Linked DNA regions of Arachis hypogaea: region 1 is linked to region 2. A link is a contact called in public Hi-C data. All regions are on one chromosome and are shown on one strand. The core of a region is the stretch at or near the end of the contact, and the rest is flanking DNA. Distances in the headings are between cores, read along the strand shown. Region 1 holds the start of LOC112758894 (cation/H(+) antiporter 20). Region 2 overlaps LOC112758889 (cation/H(+) antiporter 20).

The links. Hi-C and Micro-C count contacts between places; a contact is called where the count stands out from the background.
Region 1: a contact with region 2 is called in a Hi-C map of an unstated tissue, with 4 times the contacts expected there. The contact joins the promoter of LOC112758894 here to the enhancer-like site in region 2. A contact is called at or near these places in 3 of 8 Hi-C or Micro-C datasets (leaf and an unstated tissue).

The regions. Positions count from the first base shown.
Region 1 is chr16:31,832,475-31,836,377 of arahy.Tifrunner.gnm2.J5K5, reverse strand. It overlaps LOC112758894 (cation/H(+) antiporter 20), which reads right to left and starts at 1,579. Exons shown (of 5, transcript XM_025807681.3): 1 at 1,317-1,579; 2 at 317-827. The coding sequence starts at 1,505.
Region 2 is chr16:31,475,603-31,480,048 of arahy.Tifrunner.gnm2.J5K5, reverse strand. LOC112758889 (cation/H(+) antiporter 20) reads right to left here. Exons shown (of 4, transcript XM_025807674.3): 3 at 2,486-3,436; 4 at 1,507-2,131. The coding sequence ends at 1,721. Among protein-coding and RNA genes, the nearest start is that of LOC112758889, 9.0 kb to the right of the region's middle. Within about 2 kb of position 2,843, at least 3 of the 3 cell types and tissues checked have open chromatin away from gene starts, as enhancers often do.

The DNA.
Region 1 (3,903 bases), core at 330-2,829, 360 kb before region 2:
TATATATTTTAACATATATTTTATACTAGTAACTGATTAGCATATAGTTGAAAAAAATTATACCGTCCTTAAATTAATGTATGCGCTTGTAAAATAATGAATTTAAAAATGATTTTTTTATAATAACTAGTAATATATGATTTATTTGTGTAAAAGTATTTTAAATTTATTATGCATGAAAATTAAATTCTAAAATATATACTTATCCACAACTTAATTTGAGTCCGAAGCATTATCAAAAAAGAAATGAGTAATTAGAAAATCTTAATAATGAAAGTAATAATAATTTATATAATAAAAATATAAGTTGGATCACCTGAAATGAGAACCCAAATAGATGTGAGGGGTGAGCTTTTGTGTTGTCCATCGGCCAAGGCGATTGCCAAGGCCAAGAGAACCCAGGCCGCAACATCATTGAAGGCGGCGGCGGCCATGGCAGTTTCTCCTACTTGTGTGGTGAGGAGCTTGAGCTCTGCTAAGATGCGGGCGAGCACAGGAAAAGCGGTAATGGAGAGGGATACTCCCATGAACATGAGGAGCTGGAGGTAGTTATGGCCGGTTCCGAAGTGGATGGCTTTCTGGAGGAGGAAGGTTACTCCCATGGCGAAGAGGAACGGCAGGGATATTCCGGCAACGGCAATGCTAAAAGCTCTCTTGCCGCTGCGGCGAATGGTTCGAATATCAAGCTCAATGCCTACAAGAAAGAGGAAGAAAAGGAGGCCAATGCTGGCCACTGATTCCAGTATGGGAGTGCTCCATGAAGGGAACACCAACTTCGTAAATTGTTTGTTACGTCCAATTCCAGATGGTCCAAGCAAAATTCCACCCTGACATTTAATTTACGTCTTCATTCATTAGTATTTTGTGCAATTTAAGTCATTTAATCAAAATTTTTTTTAACCATATTAAGCGTACATCTAACATATTTTATACAAATATATAATAATTAATTTTAATATACATATAATATTTTTGTTTTTTTCTATAATTATTCTAACCTCGTTGTACATATATAATTGGGTGTTTCTATATACAAATCTAAAATATCTGCACACAAAAATTAAATTAGTTACTAAATTAATAAATATATATATATTTACGTATAAATATATGTATTGTTTAGTTATTTTTAATGTATAATTTTATATCCTGCAGCATGATTGTAAAAAGAAAGATGTTATACTTAAGATTTATTAAAAAAAATGTAAAGCTCGACAGTATTTTCATTTATCCTATTGAAGTCTTTAAGTGGCATGCACTTGAACTGTATGCGTACATGTGTAAGTGTAAGTCATCAAATAAATAAGTAAACTTACGAGAATCTCTGCAACAACTTTGGGTTGACGAAGAGGTTTGAGAAGGAAGGTCAAGCTACGGCTAACGGAAAGGACTAAGATGGTTTGAATGATCAACAACGGAATAGCGTAGTTGAGAGGGTTATCACCCTGCCACGCTCCATCGGAAGCGGTTTTGATGGTAGTGATGTTAGCCATCTTAAGTTTCATTTGTTCAAGTCTATGGGATGGGAACGGCTTTTTATAGTGGAGGGGCTTCAGTTTAGGCTTTAGAGGCTGACGACACTCCAAGAAATTTATATATACCAATACATATATTTAAGAGATAAAAAAACAAATAGTTCCTCGCACTTTTTAATTTAGATGTGGTTGAGGGAATGGTGTAGTACGTAGTTATGGAGTGTATAGGTGCTTTACGTAATTGTGGTATTAGGAACAAAAATTGGACCGTCTGATTTTTTGGAACACAAATCTCAGACCCTCGGATTTCTGTTTTAAAACTTAAAAAAATTTAGGATACACAAGTCGGACCCTCCGATTTGTGTACTAATTTTTTTTACAAAGAAATCGGATGGTCCGCTTTCTTCATCCTTATTTCAGAAAAAAACTGTCCCACATACATGCCTAGCACCCACATTTTCCACAACAAAATACAACACACATATGCTTCTGGTTACGGATCCGGCCCATGAATCCTACGCCCGGAATGGTTCCCGAACTCGGTTACTCGGGTCCGACCCGCTTCGCCCTTCTAAAAGGCCTAGAATTGGCCTACTAGAGCTCCTAACCAACTTTTGAATTCAAACGTCTCCCTTATCTTAGCCAAACAAGATAAGATAAGATAGCTACCATCACCTATAAATAGAGGACCCAGGTCCCTCCAGGTATTCATTCATTCCTCACACCTTTTACCTCTTAGATCCATTCTGACTTGAGCGTCGGAGTGTCTTTGCAGGTACCACCCCCATTGCTCCAGTCAAATAATCTGGCATCCGCCTCAACCTGCAAGTTCTCGATCCATCTCTCAACCCGTACTGGAGGCATCCAGTACATTGGCACCGTCTGTGGGGACTTTGCAACGTTGTGGTAGCATGGCGGATAACCCAGAAGAGCAATCCTCAAACTCACTCACTTGATTTCTTGCTTGTAACTGAGAGCAAAAAGGAATAATGTTTCCTTAACTTGCATCACCTTTGCAGTGATAACACACCTTCGCCCTACTCCAACGGCGAAATCCCAAAGGAACAATGTTTCTTCGACTTGCAATCACCTTCTTAGTGATAACACTCTTTATACACCTTTACCCTACTCCAACATGAAATTCCAAATCCTCCGAGCCCAAAGTCTCGCCTCCCTTTAGTGGGACACCTCCACTTCTTGGACACTCTCATTCACCACTCTCTCATCTGTCTCTCCAAGCGCCATGGCCCTATCTTCTCCCTCTACTTCGGCTCTATGCTCACCGTGGTTGCTTCTTCTTTTGAACTCTTCAAGCTCTTCCTCCAAACCCACGAGGTCACCTCCTTCAACACCAGGTTCCAAACCTGTGCCATCTGCCACCTCACCTTTGACAACTCTGTCGCCATAATCCCTCTTCGGAGCTTACTAAAAATTCATAAGGAAGTTCATCATGAACGACCTCCTTAACGCCACCACCGTGGCCAAGCTCAGACCTCTCAAGAGCCAAGAGATCAAGAAAGTTCTCAAAGTTCTTGCATAGATGCGGGGGATTGCCAAATCGTGGCGGCATGAGGGAGAACCTTGAGGAGCAATCCTCCAGCCAACACCCCAACTCAAACCCACGAAGCCCAACTCCCGAACTCCAAGATAACACTCCTCCCACCCACGGGAGGATAACAAGCGCGGCACATTGCCAACCAACCCCAACCTAACAATAACCAAGAGAAGACAACCGTCCTCCCACTGAAGGCTAGCCACTCGACGGCCTGGGAGAGAAGGCGATACAGATAATCCAAGAGCTGTGCCTCAGGGTGCAAAACCTCAAAGGCCGAGTTACACCCAAAGAATGGTACCACCCGGAGCACGCAAGCCAAGCAACCTCCAGGACCTGATCTCACCGCAATACCAGGAACACCAGGCCGCCTGAGCAACGACACAGCAAACGGCATGACTGCAGCGTTTTCCTAGACCCGAAACACCGGCGCGGAGAAGACGATCGACGGCACCATCGGGAGGCCAAACGAGCAGAAAACATGCACGTGATAATGGAAGCCATCCCTTTCACAGAAAAATTCTTGAGAGCCAAACTCCCGAAGGACTTTAACAAGCCCACTGACATGAAATACGACGGGACCAAAGATCCCTAAGAACACCTAACGGCCTTCGAGGCCAGGATGAACCTGGAAGGAGCCGCTGACATGGTCCGGTGTAAGGCCTTCTCGATAACCTTAGCCGGCCCCGCAATCAAATGGTTCAACGCCCTTCTAAATGGCTCCATAGCCAGCTTTCATGACATCTCCAGAAAATTCATGGCTCAGTGCACCACCAGGATCACCAAAGCAAAACACCCCATCATGTTGCTCGGAATCACCCAAACAGAAGATGAATCCACAAGAAAATACCTCGATAGGTTTAACGATGAGTGCCT
Region 2 (4,446 bases), core at 1,594-4,093:
GGATGGCAGCTTGAATTATGATATGAATATATGTATGTGCTTAAAAAGTTCAATCCTGAAAGAAAATACTTGTGCTTTTTATGTTCATTGCTTTGCTTACCAACTTTAATTAGCACTTATGGTTGTTGTAAAGAAACAGGTTGAAATTGCACTACTTTTTAATTTGTTTGCTGGTTTGTACAATATTGTTGGAGCTTCTTCTAAACGTAAGGACATGCTCCGTGAAAGTCAAATGCAAAAGACAATTGTTACATTACAAAATAAAGATGCTTCTAGTGGCTTAAATTAAGAAACAACATTGAAAAGGACAGGTGATACTCTATAGGGCTCACATTATAGTACAATACTTAGTTTGATTTTTATTTTTTTTTCTTTGGTAGAAGTTCTTGAAGTCATTGAGAAAGATGAAAATAGAACAAAGAGCTTAAGTATGCCAATTATAGAATTATATTCAATCTTTTGAATTTGTATTCAATTTACATTTGATGAAAAGTATATTGGGGGTTACTAATAAGTTATCTCAAGCTCTACAAAAAAGTGATTAAGACATTGTAAAGCTATGACATTGGTTAAAGTATTCAAGCAATATTGCAAAATATGAGAGACGATGGTTGGTATTCTTTGCTCAATGAAGTTTAACTGTTTTATGATAGTCACAAAATTCATGCTCCAAATATGAATGACATATTTGTAGCACCAGGAATATCAAGGCGCAAAATTCAAAAAGTCTCAAACTTGCATCATTTTCAAGTTGAATTATTTTATCAAGTGGTTGATAGACAACTTCAAGAGCTTAACAATCATTTTACAGAAGTAAATACTAAGTTACTTCTTTGTATAGCTTGTTTGAATTCAAGTGACTCATTTTTTGCATTTGATAAGAAGAAGTTGATCTGTTTAGCTGAATTTTATCCACGTGAATTCTCTTCTACTCAACTTTTGACACTTGTTAATCAACTTGAGAATTTTATATTCGATATGTATCTTGATGATCAATTCTCAAATATAAATGGAATTAGTGGACTATCTCAAAAGTTAGTTGAGACAAAAAAGTATATTATTTATCCATTGGTGTTTCTCCTATTGAAATTAGCTTTAATTTTACCTGAGGCAATAGCATAAGTTGAAAAAACATTTTCTATTATGAATATCATAAAAAGTCGACTTCATAATCGAATGGGAGATCGACAAGTGGTTGAATGATTGTTTAATTACATATATAGAAAAAGAGACATTTAATCAAATTACTAATGAAACAATTATTCAACATTTTCAAAATATAAAAACAAAAAGAGAAGTACTTTCAAAATTTAAAAAAAAAAAAGGAAAATTAGTGACTAATATAATTTTTTTTATTTGAATAACTGATGTGCACTTTTACCTTTATTTATTTTGAATTAATATATCTTTTGATAATAATATGTATTATTTTTGCTACCAACATGAGATGCATCAGTGGCTATAATATGTATAACATCTGTCCCAACTAATTACTTCACTATATCCTTTGATAATAATGTGTATTATTTTTGCTCCAAACATTAGATCCATCAGTGGCTATAATATGTATAACACCTGTCCCAACTAATTACTTCACATATTCGAACAGCTTGCTTTAATTTTCTCTTAGGACATCATACTGTACATTATTAGACAGGCGTTACTAATAAGTAATTTTGCTTTCTATTTTCATCAACCAAAGTGAGCTTAAAGAAAACCATCACACTATATCATTGTTGTCAACTGATGAAATTTCTTTAGCACTAGATGATGAATCATTATCCCCTCTGGCATTGTCATAGCCACCATGTAACACCCTCAATGCCGGTGCCTCATCAGTCAAAGCTACATCATGTTGTTGAATTACCAACACTGACGTCACCACGCCGTGCCCTGCAGATGCAAGAACATCCCCTATGGGACCCAACTCTGCGTGTTCTGCCGGCCTCTCCGCCAAATTTGCTACCATACTCGACGGAAACCTACCCTTCCCAACTACTATAAGATCATAATCTCCGCTTCTACCTATGCCTAGTGCCTCCTCCACAACATTCTCACTGGCCTTCTCAACATACCCAACTATCTCTCCCCATCTCCCTCGAAACTCTCCCATTGCCTTCTCATCCAACTCCTACAAGAACCATTAAATTCAACTATTTATTAGTACATGCAATGTTATTGATAAAAATAAAATAAAAATATGGATTTACATACTAGATAAATAAAAAAATTAGTTATCCAATCAACTATTAACATAAAATACAAAACACATATTGAATTAAACAATACATGTATTTATTCACAAAATACATAATGACTGATTTAATAACTGATTTTTTACATATAAATACTATTTTTGATAATCAAAATAGTGTTAAAAGATTACATTAAATTTTCGATAACTTATTAACAAAAAGTTATAATATTGAAATATCTGAATAAATTGGCACAAATATATTCGCATGTTAATATAGTAATTATTTACCTTCTCTATTTGACGGTTCATTTTAGCTGTTGAGAAGCTATAACTTTGGTCGCAATTGGCATTTGGCGAGGGGTGTAACACAATATTTTTACCATTCAATTCATCTTCCTCAACAAACCTGATAATAGTGACCCTAACTACAGGGTGCTCAGCCATTCTCCCACCCAACTCCAAGGCCTCTCGATCATCCGGCCCACCAAAGAACAAGATGCAAACCCGTTGGCCCATCGTGCTATCTGGGCCTGGAGTTTGCGACCCACTTCCAAAACCCCGGTCCACTAGCACGCCCACAGAACACGGCGCGTGCTTGAGAACCTTCTGGTTCACCCCTCTCCATCCATGGCCCAGGTTTTCCAACACCTCGTGGGCCCCACCATTATCCTCGTCATCAGCTTCCATGCTCCAGTGCTTGTGGAACGGCAGGATGATCATGGTCACTCTCTTTTCCTCCGCCACGTGGCATATGTCCTCGTGCATTGTAGGCAAAGAAGAGATTGCAGTAGTGGGCCGGACCGACACCCGGCCCAATTGGCCGTAGGCCTGAAAGGCTCCAGCTAAACGGTCGCGCCACTCACCATTGCGCGACCGCTTAAAAAACGGAAAACCATTCTTTCTAACCCGTTGGACCAAGATGATGGAGGAGGATCGCTCCGTAAGCTCGACAAGGTGCATGATGAAGAGCTTGACGAAGGAATTTTTGGTGCTGCGAGTTGACTCAATGAGGCTTATGATGGAAGGGACGTTGCCGGGGCCATGGACGCAAGCTAGGATTCGGAGCTCATCTTTCTTCTCGTTGCTGGCGGAGTTGGAGGTTAAGTCGCCGAGTTTGCGGTGGGTCTTCATGGCGATGCCACGTGCTGGTTTGTAGATGGCCATCACCATTGGGGTTGTTATGAAGGTTGTGAACAATGCCATCAGCACCAAGATTGCAAATATCTCGTCGTTTAGAACCTGTGAATATGTACAACAATATATATCATGATGAATTGATGTAAAGTGATCAACATGGAATCAACACAATTATTCATAAATATTTGCCCAAATTGTTTAGGAAAATATACAGGACGCTATTTGATTAGTATTGTCTAGTATATCATTAAATTAAATCTCCATTCTCTAAAATTTTTCACCTCACCAAAAAAAGAAAAAAGAAGAAAAGAAGAATACGACCACTGCAATACTTACTATAATTTAACAATATTGACAAGATATATTGCCACCTTTAAAATTATTATTTGTATATCAAAATTAGTTATTATATATTTATGTATAAATATATATAATTTAATTTATTTTTAATATTAGTAATTAATTTTGCTGTACACTTAATACGATTATATGAGTTTTACATGAATTTATAATTTATTTAACTTTTCGATAACATTAGTATTGTTAGGCACATATTATATTCCCTGATCATTTTGCCTTTCAGTAGGGAAATTGTTTCTTGGATATAAAAATTTTGTCATAGCCGTAAACACATCCCTCACTTGCGCTTGATCTTGTAATAGTAGGTAAAAAGAAAAGGAAGTGTTAGGTAAACAACGACCATCTTAAATAATATGAACAACTATCAATTAAATAAAAACACATTATACCTCTAAATTAATTATATAAATCTTAATATTAAAATAACTATCTATACATTTAATAAAATGAACATCCAATATATCTATTGTTCACATTATTTAATATTTTCATTATTTACCTATACTTAAAAAAAAGGTTTTCTTTCACATTGTATACTAGAATCTTCATCAAACTAAGAAGTTTCCTTTAATACAAATTAAGCATACTTTTTTCTTATTGCATGACCTTCAAGAATCACATATATTCAAATCTTCTTATAAAAAAAATTGATTAAATTTAGATAGAAATCTTATTAAAAAAATTCATTAGCTAGCAAATATTTTTTCCGATATTCATATTTAGAATCTAATTAAAATATTAAAATATCTACC